Linked DNA regions of Rattus norvegicus: region 1 is linked to region 2. A link is a contact called in public Hi-C data. All regions are on one chromosome and are shown on one strand. The core of a region is the stretch at or near the end of the contact, and the rest is flanking DNA. Distances in the headings are between cores, read along the strand shown. Region 1 holds the start of Wdr87 (WD repeat domain 87). Region 2 overlaps LOC103689966 (MARCKS-related protein-like).

The links. Hi-C and Micro-C count contacts between places; a contact is called where the count stands out from the background.
Region 1: a Hi-C map of kidney shows a contact between it and region 2, with 1.7 times the contacts expected there. The contact joins the promoter of Wdr87 here to the enhancer-like site in region 2. A contact is called at or near these places in 5 of 12 Hi-C or Micro-C datasets (the Rat2 cell line, Schwann cells, kidney and 1 more) and 1 of 1 datasets of contacts at active chromatin or transcription factors (oligodendrocytes).

Annotation. Positions count from the first base shown.
Region 1 is chr1:93,952,279-93,958,770 of GRCr8, reverse strand. Wdr87 (WD repeat domain 87) reads right to left here and starts at 5,005. Exons shown (of 7, transcript XM_063280682.1): 1 at 4,865-5,005. All of the region lies in intron 1 of LOC103689966 (MARCKS-related protein-like), which reads right to left. It also overlaps a transcript of Sipa1l3 not described here.
Region 2 is chr1:93,895,466-93,902,356 of GRCr8, reverse strand. All of the region lies in intron 1 of LOC103689966 (MARCKS-related protein-like), which reads right to left. It also overlaps a transcript of Sipa1l3 not described here. Among named protein-coding and RNA genes, the nearest start is that of Wdr87, 55 kb to the left of the region's middle. Within about 2 kb of position 5,311, at least 20 of the 93 cell types and tissues checked have an H3K27ac peak or open chromatin away from gene starts, as enhancers often do.

The sequences.
Region 1 (6,492 bases), core at 3,756-6,255, 57 kb before region 2:
ACTTCATCTGCTCATACCTCCTCCGTGCTGGGATTGCAGCTGTGCCTGGCTTATGCAATGTCAGGGGATAGAACCCAGGGCCTCGTGCGAGCTGAGCGTGCGCCACGGAGCTTCCTCCCCAAGCCCGCATTTCTGACTTGTAAGATGAAAATTCCAATCTTGCCTGCTTTGTACTGCGCTTTGTCTTTGTCGTTGCGAACAGACAGAATTCCTGAGGAAGCCTTGATATGTATACCCTGAAGCAACCAGACAACTACCATTGGCTCCAAGATGCCTTTGGTTTCCATTTCTCTCCCTACTTCATCCCCAGCTTTCTGCTTCCCCTCCCTACTCATTCCTTCTTCCTCTCCTCCCCCTCCCTTTTGCCTTCTTCTTTTCTTCCCCTTCCCTTCCTATTTCCTATTGCTCTATAAACACGATGACTACATTTATTCTCTGGCCAGCAGAGGGCAGTGAAGCCCAACCATGACTGCCACGTGAAGGAACCCTCAGTGTCAGAGAAGTGATTCCCAGGGTGTTCCAGGGGTGCTACTCAGCAGAGTTAGGAACTCCTTAGATTTTTCAGTGCTGGTCCTTTTAGCCTGAGCGCAGTGGCGCACACCTAGAATCCCAGCACTGTGGGGACAGAGGCAGGCAAATCTCTCTGAATTTGATCTCTCTGAAGTCCTCCTCTAGAGATACCTATCTCAATACCTCCCACCCCACCCCCAAAACGAGGAAGAAAAAGGGGAGCAGAAGAGAAGGACGGAAGGGCAAATTTTTCATGGACCAAAGCCTGACCCTACTGCACTGTAAACACTTATATAAGACCCAATGGTAACCTGGCTTTTAACAAGCTCTCTAGCTGCTGGGTCTCCTGCACACTAAAGTGGAAGGCCATCCATTCAGGAAACTGTTGGAGTTCACGGTCTTTTTTGGCTTGGATCTTTTGAAGCAAAGCCAGCAGCAAAATCACCTCTCTGGCATGGCTAAGCTTAGGGCCCTATGTTTGCAGAGAGAAAGCAGCAGGCAGAGCATACATGCGGAGTGGGTGGGAATCTGTTTGGAGAAGAAAAGAGATATGTTCAAGACTGTCTGTAATTCTAGTCCACGGGTGGCTAAGGCAGGAGAACAGGATAACGATTGGGGTCTAGGCTATCCTGGGTTAAACAGAGAGTGACCCTATCCCCAACCCTCAAATCAAGACCTAAGAGCCAATTCACAGTTCTGAACTCATCTATATCACAGATAGGGAGGTTCTGCTAGCTCACCACTGCACGGCAGTAAGCCAGTCCCATACCCACAATCTACCTCACTGGGTCCTCCTTAGTCCCCAGAACCAGAAATGATATCATGTGTGGAAAATTTGCAGTCCCCACCAATAGCTCCTATTGTTCTAGGCATACGCATTGAGTCCCCCTTTTCTTCCCCAGCCTACAAAAATTCAGTCGGGATTCTTTGGGTTATCGCTGCTGGGATTGGGGGAGGGGCATAAATGAATCTTCACCAAGGTTTGTATTTTCTGTCAGTCCTACCTTGAGCTCATTCATAGGGTGGCCCAGAGGAAACCTCTCCCCTCAGCCCTTCCCAACTTCCTCCTCAGTCTCAGGCTAATCCCTAACAATGAGTGTGGAGTAAGTTCTGGAAGACTTAGCTCCCATGGGGTTGACCAACCGGCTTGCTTTACTGGTAGCACTCAGTCTGTAGTCAGGGTGACTATGAGACAAAGGATTTGGGACTAAGATATGCTATTTCCTGTTGTCTGCAGAGAAAACCCAAGTCTGTGGGGATTTTTGTTTGTTTGGATTTGATTTTTCTTAGGTCCAATATACAGACAATATTCAAGGAAAAGCCTGTGGAGGAAGAGCCTTACTTGCCTTATAAGAGACCTGCCTGCAGGGGGCACTCTACTCCACCACACTACATGCTTCTGGGCACTCAATTGGTTTCATAGAATCTAACAGCATATGAGATAAAGACTTCTTGCCTCCTAGACTTTACAGTTTAGCAGGAAAAGGAGACAACAACAGATGGTCACAAAATTAACAATGGGACAGTTGGAGTGATGGGTCACTAAAGTTTTTTCCTTCTGCAGCTTTCAACTGTTTCAAACTTAATCCCCTGGTCTAATACCCATGGTGTGCCTGCACACCACATGTCTTTGAGCATGTGTGCTCAGGCTAGTCTTGAACTGTGGATTCAGGTGGTCCTCCTGCCTCAGTCTCGGTTGGGGAGCTGGCTATGGTAGCTGATATCATATCACAAAGTACTGTGAGTGTTTTTAACAAGCAGTGAGCACCCAAAAGGAAGGGGATGTGCGTCCCATGCTTTGAGAAACATCCCTGAATGAATTAAAGGCAGGAGTCCGGTAGTCCAGCTGGGACCAGAGGGCCTCATTCGCTGACTATAAAACTGGAGAGGCCACCTTGACTTACTCTGTTCTTTGAGTGGCATTACAGCTAAGGAGCTGAAGTGCGCCCACACAGTCTTGGACTTTGGGCAGATTCAATAGGCCAGAATGCACTTAACTTTCTTTATGGCTGACAAACGTATTTTAATACGGTGGGTTAGTTTCCAGTGAGCAGAGAGGTAGCTCAGATCCCTGGGAACCACAGCACCTAGCCACAAACACAAAGAGCACAAGGCCACAAAGTACTGACCAGCGTTTAATACGGTTTTAATTTATTTTTAAATTCTGTGTATGTGCTGGGAGTGGGGGGGCATGTGCACATGAGTGTAGGTGCCCTGGAAGTTGGCCAGAAGAAGGTGTCAGATCCCCCTGGGACTTGAGTTACAGGTAGTTGTGAATTGCTCAACATGGGTGCTGGAGGCTGGGCCCATGTCAAGAGATCCAAGAATATGCGCTCTTGACCTCTGAGCCATCTCCCTAGGCCCCATTTAATTCTTATGATGGTACTATGAGTTAGCTATTATTTCTCCTTAGCTTTTTGAGATGGACATGGAAAGAATATTGGGATACCAAGGGCCATATGAACAAAAAGTCACCATCTCACAGTTGGCCACCTCTGTTTCCTCTTCATGACAGAGACCTGGTGATGTTTTTTCTGTATGTCTCTAGAGGCATTCTGTACATATAGAAGTATAATAACGCGTGGTCTACATATGTCTGCATACAATATACAGACATTCTCTCTGTATCTAGAGACTAGTTGATGCTAATATACAACTGGACTTCACTCTGTAACAGTTGCCAGCTGCAGAGTATCTGACTGCTCAGTCACACAAATTCCTATTAATAGATATTGGTCCTGTGTGTGTGTATGTGGTGGGGGAGGTATTTCATGTAGCCTTGGCTAGCATCAACCTTGCTGTGTAGCCAAGGAACTCCCAATCCTCCTGCCTCTACTTCCCAAGTAGATTTCCCTGTAAATTACAGACCCTTTACCAGTGTATTTGGTTTATTAAGAGACACTGGGCAGTTTCCTATCTTTGTTGGTGTCTCATACTTTTAATTAAATTGTAAATGGAATGGAAAACATATTTACATTTTAAGGTATCACAGCTCATTATTGAGATTAATATTTATTTATTTATTTATTTATTTATTTATTTATTTATTTATTTATTTATTTGTTGGCTTTTCTGAAACAGGGTTTCTCTGTGTAAACAACCTTGGCTGTCCTGGAATTTTCTTTGTAGACCTGGCTGGCCTCAAACTCACACAGACCTGACTGTCTCTGCCTCCCAAGTGCTGGGATTAAAGGTATGTGCCACCATGCCCGTGGAGATTAATCTTTGACTGTTGTATGTAAACTTTATTTATGTGAACCAGCTGGTTTAGTTACTTAGAAGAGCATGGCCGAGGTTTTATTCACATGGGCATGAACTATTGGCCATACCACTGAACAAAATGTCTCTCCCCAGCAACCATTAACTTTAAGCCTACAGAGTCTCAGGGAAAGGTAGGCTTCAGGAATTTTTAATAGAAAATTATGCCCCCCCCAAAGTTCTAACTTGATAACCCAAGATGATATGCAGTAACCCTCCTGCCCTCAGCCTTGTGAGTGCTGTGGTTAGAGGCCTGGCTTTCTGTAAAAATTGAAGTTGGAGGGTTGGGGATTTAGCTCAGTGTTAGAGCGCTTGCCTAGCAAGTGCAAGGCCCTGGGTTAGGTCCCCAGCTCCGGAAAAAAAAAAAAAAATTGAAGTTGGTCAGGCATAGTAGTGCATGCCTTCAACTGCAACACTTGAAGGCAGAGGCAGGCAAACCGTTGTGAGTTCAAGGCCAATTTAGTGTACATTAAAACTTCCAGGCCAGCTAATTACATGGGGAAACCCAGTCTCAAAAATTAAACTAAAATAGTTTATGCAGGTATTTTTGCTAGGTATTTACTGCTTGTGATTACAATGACCTGGATTAGATTACATGAGATGTTTTGCTTAATGAACAAGTGAATGACGCCTCTGATCTGTCCCGATAAGAAATAAGTGCTTTCCATCATGTCATAATGAACACCTTCCCAGGACGCAGGCTTAATCAGAAAGTGAATGCATGAGATTTAGAGGTTTGAGCAATCCCAGTCCAGTTGCTCAGAATCCCTTATGGAGTGCGAGTGGCAACACCGTTTTCTTTTTTTTTTTTTAAGGTTGAATCTTCGCTCATTTCCACGAGTGGATTAAATCTCGATATTTCCCAGGCACTCAACAAACACTAGTTACCGTCAGACTATGTCATTACTGAATGAATAGAGAAGGCCTGCCAGGCAGCCCCTACAGGTCGTGATTCTGCGCCTCCCATCTCCGGGACCGGTCTGGAGCCCAGAGGAACACGGGGAGCCGCGTCCTCACGTTCCGGCTCCCGGGAATCCATAAGGGCGGGAGCTAGTAGGTGTGTCCACCTCCTTTGGGCGGGAGCCGCGCCTGTTACCTGTGACAGGACTCCCGACAAGGGACAGCGAGCTCTGCGGCACCCCGGAGCTCCTGTGTAGACGAACAGACCTAGAGGGGACTTGGGAAGCTACGTTTGAAAACGATGTGGGAGGATCCCACCAACAGAACGGTTAGTCCCGCAGCCCGGCACTTGGCGGATTGACCCCGGCAACCAGAGCTCGCGCGTGTGCACGGTAGCTCGCGCGTGTGCACGGTAGCTCGCGCGTGTGCACGGTAGCTCGCGCGTGTGCACGGTAGCTCGCGCGTGTGCACGGTAGCTCGCGCGTGTGCACGGTAGCTCGCGCGTGTGCACGGTAGCTCGCGCGTGTGCACGGTAGCTCGCGCGTGTGCACGGTAGCTCGCGCGTGTGCACGGTAGCTCGCGCGTGTGCACGGTAGCTCGCGCACGCGTTCCAAAAGGGGGTGGGAAAAGAAGTCCTCCGACCCCCGCCCCAGGGGGACCCCCACCCCCAGCAATCCTGGCCCGAGTCCGCTAGAGAACGCGCGTGCGCGAGGGCGCGCCGCCGCCGTCCCGCTCCGCCCAGCGCTGAAGGGGGTCTAGCGCACGGCTCCGGTCTTCTCGCCCCTCCCCAGGCTCGCAGGCTCGGAGTAGTAGACTCCCGCCCTGCGGAGAGGGACAGTGAAAGGTTCCCTGAGCAGAGGGAGAAGGCGGACGTGGCTAGGAGAAAGGAGAAACCGGTCAAACAGGGTGAAGAGCCAGGATCCCCGGCTGGAGCCGACACAAGACACGCCTCCCTGCCTCACACCCCTCGGGGCTGCGGAAGTCCTCTGGAGACTGGCGCTGCACCGAAGCGACCAGTAAACTACGATTCCCAGAAGGTGGTGCGGTGGCGTGCCTACGATTCCCGGCAGGCCCCGCGCGCCAGGCTCTCTTCAGTGCGCTGCTTCTTAGGGAGAAACTACAGTTCCCACGAGGCCTCGCGCGAAGCGGCTTGGAAGTGGGCAGCCTGGAAGTCACTCGGGCCACTGGAGCTGGCGGCGTCTCTAGCGAGCCGCGCTGTGCTGAACGCCGCGGTCGAGGAGCCCGCGGGGCGTGCAGCTGGGACGCCCAGGTACGTGGCTCCTGATGCAGGAGCAGTCTCGGGCAAGGGTGGTGGTGATTTGGTAGCTGCTCGGACCCCGAGGGTCAGCGCAGGCGGGGTGACCAGGCGGACGGCCGGGTGTGGGCATCGGCTGTGGGGGGCGGCAGCGCGGGGACTCACGCCCTCTGTACCCGGCGGGACTCGTGCCCGCATGGCTCAACTTTCCAGACGTGCAACCTGGCACGGTGAGGAAGAGCTTAGAGTCCGGGAGACGTGGGTGCACGTCCCAGCTCTGCCACTCTGGAGCTGCGGTCTGGGAAAACCGCGCCGAACCTCGTTTTTGCCTTCGGTAAAACCAGGAAGGAGGAATTGTCCTTTGCTGGTGATTGTTCTGAGGTGTTGAGATCTGGTGAATAAGGCGTTTCACATTGAAGATACTTATTACGGGTTCGCATTATTGTTGGTTCCTGGAGGAATGAGGTGAAGGTACTATAGATTGCCAATTAGTTGACCGTGTGCATGTAAAGACCCGAGTCCATAGTTAACACTCAATGCAGAGTAGCTGCTGTTAACTGCGATCATTT
Region 2 (6,891 bases), core at 4,062-6,561:
AACAACGAAAAAGAAATTAAAACCATTATTTTAGTTGATTTGTTCAGAATTTAAAACTGCAGAGACCCTTTCCTTCCCACACATAATAGACTTTTCACAGCAGCGGCCTCTGCGAGCTATTTGTGTTTTCTTTGCACGCCAGTGTTTACCCTAGACTCCCACACGCTGGGCAAGGCCCTGCTCTGGGCAACACCTCCAGTCCATTTTGCTTCCATTTTGAGACCAGACCTGAGTTGTTCAGTTAGGCTTTGAGCCTGAGATCCTCCTGCCTCAGCCTTCTGATTAGCTCAAATGACAGGCCTGTACCCCGAGGCCCAGCTTGCGGCCTACTCCTCGTGAATGCAAGCATATATAAACATGGTAGGTATACCACGGGCTGTAGAGTAGAGGCATGGCTGCATTTGGCCCACTGCCTGTTATCGTATGACCTGGTAACTAAAAATAGGCTCTCTGTGGTTTGTTCTCTGTTTTTATTAGAAGAAAGAAAAATCAGGTCTGGTGACATGTCAGATGACGGTTTCAACGTCATAAAGTGTGTGGGGCCCAGCCTTGTTGTCTGGTTATATATCGTCTGTGGCTACTATAGAGCCATTGCAAGAGACAGTACGTCCCCAAGCTTTCAGTATTTTCTCTCTGGCTCTCCCTACTTTTCTTCAGCCTGTGCCCCTCAGAGAGGACTGGCTCCCAGCACTCCTCTTGTCTGCTGCGTGCCTTTCTCCCTGCCTTCTGCCCTCAGGTGGAGCCCAGCTGCAAGCTGTGGGCAACCCAGGGATGTGGGTTCTGCTGGTGTCTTCGCTTACACACTCTGAGCCCTGCTGGGGCACCAGCTGCTGGGCAGGCCCCTGGCCAGCAGCCAGCACAGGTTCCAGCCTGCCCGCAGGAATCTATGGGCCAGTGGGGGAGGCCAACATTGTCTCTGTTTATTCAGATCTGTGTTCACAACCTTCTCTGACCTGCTCCCCATCACCCCTGCCTTGTTTTTATTTTTGTGATACTCAAAAGAGAAAAGACAGATTAGACACTCACATACGTCAAAATCAGTTCTGTGAATGAGTGTGTACAGACACCCCAGCAAGAGGGCTCTGCTCCCCCTTGCCCTGCCTACCTGGCCCCTCCACCCCTTTCACTCTGTAAATAGGAGCAGATAGGCAGATCTGTTTTGGTATGTCCTCCTTTCTATTACAAAAGCCAGCCTATGCAACATCCCGTTAGCGCTTGGCTCTTACGCTCAAAAGTGCATCCATCTTAGATCTCCCTGTGGCTTCCGGCTGGTACTGAAGGGTGGGCAGGCTTTTGTTTGCTGGAGGAAGACCATTCTTGCATGAACAGCATGTGCAGGCAGCAAGGCTTATGGCCAGGGAGCAGACATGGCCTTGATTCTGAGAGCACCTGGGCATGGCGTTCTGCTCTGTTTCCTTCTGTGTCCTGTTTTTCTCTGTGGCCAGGTATACATGGCCTTCATTGTAGGTGAGCAAGGGAAGGCCAGGACTGTCCTGGAGAGCCCGTCCGTCACAGTCAGTACCCAGTATGTGATAGCAGTGGATTGGGCTTTCACAGACCGAGTTTGGCCACCTACCTTTTCTTTTTATTTAATCAAAGCTCATGGTCAGTAGCTCTGGTGAGGGAGCCGGCAGGGCGGCACACTTTTTACCCCATCATGGGGAGAAGCTGAGTCTGAGGTCAGCCTGGACCTCACACTGAGACCGTGTCTCAAACAAAACTCCAAGAAACCTAAATAAACAGTTTTTGACTCGGGAGCCTGACTGTCTGGGTTCTAATACCCATCTGAGGTGCCCTGCTCCAGACACAGTACTCGCTCTGTACGTGGCTCTGGCCACAGGTAACTGAAGGTGGTCTTGGTACCTGCCTCTTGCTCCTGAGCTCAGGATGAAGTGAGCTGACACTTGTGACACTCTGAAAATGGGCACACACATGCTGTGACATCAACGGATGCCAGCTGTTATGATAATTACTATGATTTCACACGCTCTGCCTTCTGTCTGGAGCTCTGCAGAACGGAAGGCTCAGGGGACCTGGTGGCAGTTTCAGGAAGTGGTGCCCATCATTAGCAGCAACACCTCACCTTTCCCGAAGGACACAGTGCTTTTCTGTCAAGGTAACTGGAGCAGAGGACTCTGGTCAAACCTGCCAGACCTGACTCTGAGTCACCAGCTAGAGAAGCCACATGACCACCCTTAACTCTATGAAGGCCTCGGATGTAGGGTTTTCCCAGCTATCTGCCCCTGTAGACTACAGATAACAGTCTAAGAGCGTTAGCAAGCACGGGAGTCTGCTTGCCGGTGCATGTAGCCATCAGCAGGAGCCCGGTGCTTTTGGTGTTGTGATCCATTTGCAGAAGTTGCCCACGGCCTATGCTGGAGCACCTGGCTCCAATCCGGAGAGCTGAAAGGAAGCCTGTGAGGAACACAGTTGTTCTAGAGCCTTGCGAGCTCTGTGTCTGTCTAACCAGGGAAACAATTAACTCTTCTAGATCAAAGACTGGCCCTGGGAACTGGGCCCAGAGCAATGTTGGGGAAGCTGTAGGACTGGTTTCTCCTCTTGGGGGCAAGTCTGTTTACTTTCTGTCTGACTACATGGACAATCCCACTGGCCCTCAGAGGTCTTCTACTCAACCCTTGTCTCTGGCTTGAATCCTCTCTTTGGAAATGATTGGTCCCCTTAAGCCTGAGGGTAGGGGAGAGGCACCTGAAGTGGGGTGTGGAGGGGGAGCAGTGGCAGTGTGGAGCTGTCCACGGTGCTAGCGATGGCTGCCAGGAGGGCAAAGGGCATTAAGCCCATCCTGGATAAGTACTCAGGGCTGCTAAGTCACTTGTCCAAGGTCACACAGCAAGTTCGAAGCTATGCATTCAGTCTCAGTTAACAGTTTCTCTTAGCGGTTGGGGATTTAGCTCAGTGGTAGCTTGCAAGGCCCTGGGTTCGGTCCCCAGCTCCGAAAAAAACAAAAAAACAAAAAACAAAAAAACAAAAACAGTTTCTCTTAGCAGCTGCACAGGCCGTGTGTTTTCATCCATAGCGTCCTCCTCCAGACACCCTGGCTTCTGATGCTGGTGTGTTGCAGCTCAGGGAGGGCACTCCTGGGTAATGTCGCTGTAAATGAGGCTGCAGAGTAGGGAGGTACAGAGGGTGCGGAGCCTCGGGCTGGGAAGTCTGTGCACCGACACCGTGACCAGAGTTCTCCAGAAGAGGGGAATCGGTGTCAGGTAGGCAAGGACATCATCACTCTGGGTGTCTTCTGGCTAGCCCTTCTGGAGATGACCTTGTGGGCTCATGTAGGCCTTCAGTAATTCCTTCTTGGCATCAAGGCTTGTCTGTAACGCATACCACACTGGCTCTCCGTATGACAGTTCCAGCCAGGCTGAATGGAAATTGCCTTTGCACTTGTCAATGCTGTATACTTGGCAAGGAGGGCTCTGAGATCTGTTCCCTTAGCTCGATTCAGTAGGTTTGAAAACCATGGCAAAGTGCAGGCGTGAAGAAGTGACTCACGAGGCGCAGTTAGCAGCTAAATTGCACTCGCTCACAGTGTCTTTTGGCAGATGCCAAATAGGGATTGAGATGCAATGAAGGGTCGTTATTAAAAGCTTACACCCTGGAGCCATTGCCTGGGTTTCAGGTGTGGCTCTGGCCCCTGACCTCCGGCAAAGGATTGACACTCTCCGGACACCTCACTCCGCTCAGGGAGGTGGGCGGGGTTATAACAGGACTGCCCAGGTAGTTGGAATGGGCTCAGTGTGAGAGTCAGCCTGTGTGATTAGGCGCTGCACGGTACTGTTAACAGAAGGCCAGCAGCTTCAGCCTTATGAAGAGGCAAGCTCGGTTTCATGGGAATGGGAACCCGCAAGCCTGAGAACGGCGATACCGACACCCCTGCTGCCCCTCCGTTGTTGTGGGTTGTGGCAGGTGTCCTCCCATGTCCCCTGAGCCGACACTTCCTGCAAACTAGAGCGCCTTGGTGTGTGAGCCTCAAGGAGAGGGCAGCTGCTAGGTGCAGAGGCACCTGTGTTCCTTTAGCGTGTTTACAGGCCTTTTCCATTGTGTGTTTCGAGATATGTTCTCACCGTATTGCCCAGGCTATCCCAAAACACTTGGTCCCCTGCCCCAGCCTCTTGTGTGCTGGAATTAAACAGGTACGCACCACCACACATTTATAGGGTTTCTAGTCTGTGCCAGGTTCTGTTGTGCCCAGCCTTAATCACATAGACAATCAGATTTATTACAAATGGGAAATCTACTGGAAATAAATGGTGGTGAGTTTGTTGTTGTGTTTGTTTTGTTTTGTTTTCTAAGACAGGTTTGTTTTCTCTGTATAGCCCCTGGCTGTCCTAGAACTCACTCTGCTGTCCAGGCTGGCAGAGAGAGAGAGAGAGAGAGAGAGAGAGACTGGCAGAGAGAGAGAGAGAGAGAGAGGCTGGTATAGATAGATAGGCTGGCATAGATAGATAGGCATAGATAGATAGATAGATAGATAGATAGATAGATAGATAGATAGATGATAGATAGATAGATAGATAGATAGATAGATAGATAGATAGATAAGCTGGCATAGATAGACAGGCAGACAGCAGATAAATCAGTAGCTGTGTAACTCAGTGTTAAAGCACTTCTTAGTATGCAGAGTATGAGGTTTAGACTCCCCAGGACTCTTAAAGAGAAGGGAAGAGAGGAAGGGTAACACTGACAAAACAAGACATGACACTAGACCAAGACCTAGACTCCTGGCTGTGAAGTGTGTGGTACTGATAGTTTACAGTAAAGAAGAAGAGAGGAGCATGTCGGAGAAGGTGGTACCCAGTCTGAGAGAGGAGGAGCCAGCCATGCAGAGGGAGGAAGGGGATGCTTGGCAGAGAGCACAGCATGTGTCAAGCGTATCAGAATAAATAAGCTCCGTTATGGGAAAGAGCAGACTCAGCATGGGCCTTCAGTTGGTTGAATTTGGTAAAAACATGGTGCCGCCTGCCTTTAATCCCAGCACTTGGATTGAAGCGACAGGCTCATCTCCAGATCTGAGGCTATCTTGGGCTACACAGTGAGATCTTTTCTTTCAAAGAAAGGAAGAAAGAGAGAGAGGGGGGGGGGAGGAAAGAAAAAGGAAGAAAGGGAAAGGAAAAAGGAAAGAAAAAGAGTGGGAGTTTCATGCCCCCAAGCCTGTACTGTCTTAGACCTAGAGGCAAAGCCTGGGACTTCCTGACTCTGGCCTCATGGCCGTGTGCAAACAGAGACTCAGCTTCTCAGTCACTAGCCATCGCAGGTCCTGAGCGGTTCCCATTCCAGACTAGAATGTGGTTGCTCTCACCCTGAAGGTGGTCCAGTCATGCTGTCAGTGGGGCATAGCCCACTTTCTCCATCCCAGAAAGCTGCCAGGCCAGGCCTCACTCTGCTTGGTGGTAGAGTAAAGATCTTAGTGGGGAAGCAGCGGCTAAGTCAGCAGAGCTTGGAGGGGTCAGACGACGGCTTCTGCTCTGGCTTCACTGGGCCCTGTCTCACGACTTTGGCAGAGTGGCCTCCCCACTATCCTCAGCTTTTCATCTGCGGACTTGGCCCTGTGTTTTCATCTGCAGACAGACACTGTGTTCCATTGTAAGTCACAATGAGATGGGTTTCTTTCTTCTAGTTTCTTGTCAACAGCTAAGTCACTTGGAATTGATCCTCAGCTCTCCACACCAGCCCTTCTTCAGTCTGGGAACTTGGCATCTGTCTGGGCGCTTGCTTCAGTTGCCAGAAAGCAGCCCTGCTTCTGGGGGGCAGGTTACTTGATGCCAGGAAGCTAAGCTCAGCAAGATATTTGTTGACGGAGATTGGGAGTAAGCGGAGCCTCCTCGATGGCAGCTGCCTGCTTCTCCTTCTCCACCCTGGCCGCTTGCTGGAGTGAGTGAGGTAGAGACAGCTGAAGCCTGGGCCTAGCCTGCTTCCAGTTTTCTTCACTCCGACCAGCGTTAGTTAGGGCCTGAGGCCTGGACAGGATTCTTTTTCCTACAACTTTAGGCTTTCCAGTTGCCTGAGAGTTACCGGAGGACTTTGTTGTGGTACAGGTTTTAATTAATGAGGGTTGTATTACAGCTGTACCCTAAATATCTTTGAGAGTCTGGAGGTCTGACGTCTATGTAGAGTCTTGGGCAAAACTCGGCACTTTCTCTCATCTCCCATTTATTAGGGCTTCACAGACAGAACCACGGACTCAGCCTTAGCACTACAGGCCTTCGGGGTCAGATTCTTGATTGTGAGAATGACCCTGTGCATTGTGGGATGCCTGGTCTCCATTCACTGGGTGCCAGTTACAAGTTCCTCAACTCCCGTAGAGGCCATCAGAAATGTCTCCAACTGTGCCCTGGAATAGGGGTGGCAAAGTGGCCTCTATTGAGCACCAGAGGCCTCATCCCTTCAAACTTCACTGTGCCTAGGACCTCCCAGGCCAGCTGGATACTCAAAAGTGATGTCCCCATACCGTCAGTCTCAGCAACTTAGTTCTAGGGAGTGTCTTGGTAGCCTCCTGGTGGGTCCATTGTTCCCTGTGTTGGTAGGCGTAGCCTAATCAAGCAGAGGAGACTATCAGACATTGTGCTGGGTATTCTTATTGGGCTAGTAAGGAGTGGTGTGAGTCACTCTTTAGTAAGAACATTCTAGGAGTGGTGTAGCTTCTCTTCTGGCCACTGTCACCCACTTTTTCATGTTGATCTCCCTGTCTTTCTCTTCTGCAAGTCCTGTCCCTCTCACCCCCCTGCTCTGTGGAACGGCTCTCACTATATCTGTACAGCCACCCCTAACAGCCTATGCCCCGCCACAGCCAGGGAGTGTCTTTGAGCCCCTGAGTTGGGTCGTGTCCCTCTCCTGGTCAGAAACCTGTGGTTGGCTCACTGTCATCACTGTCCTTTG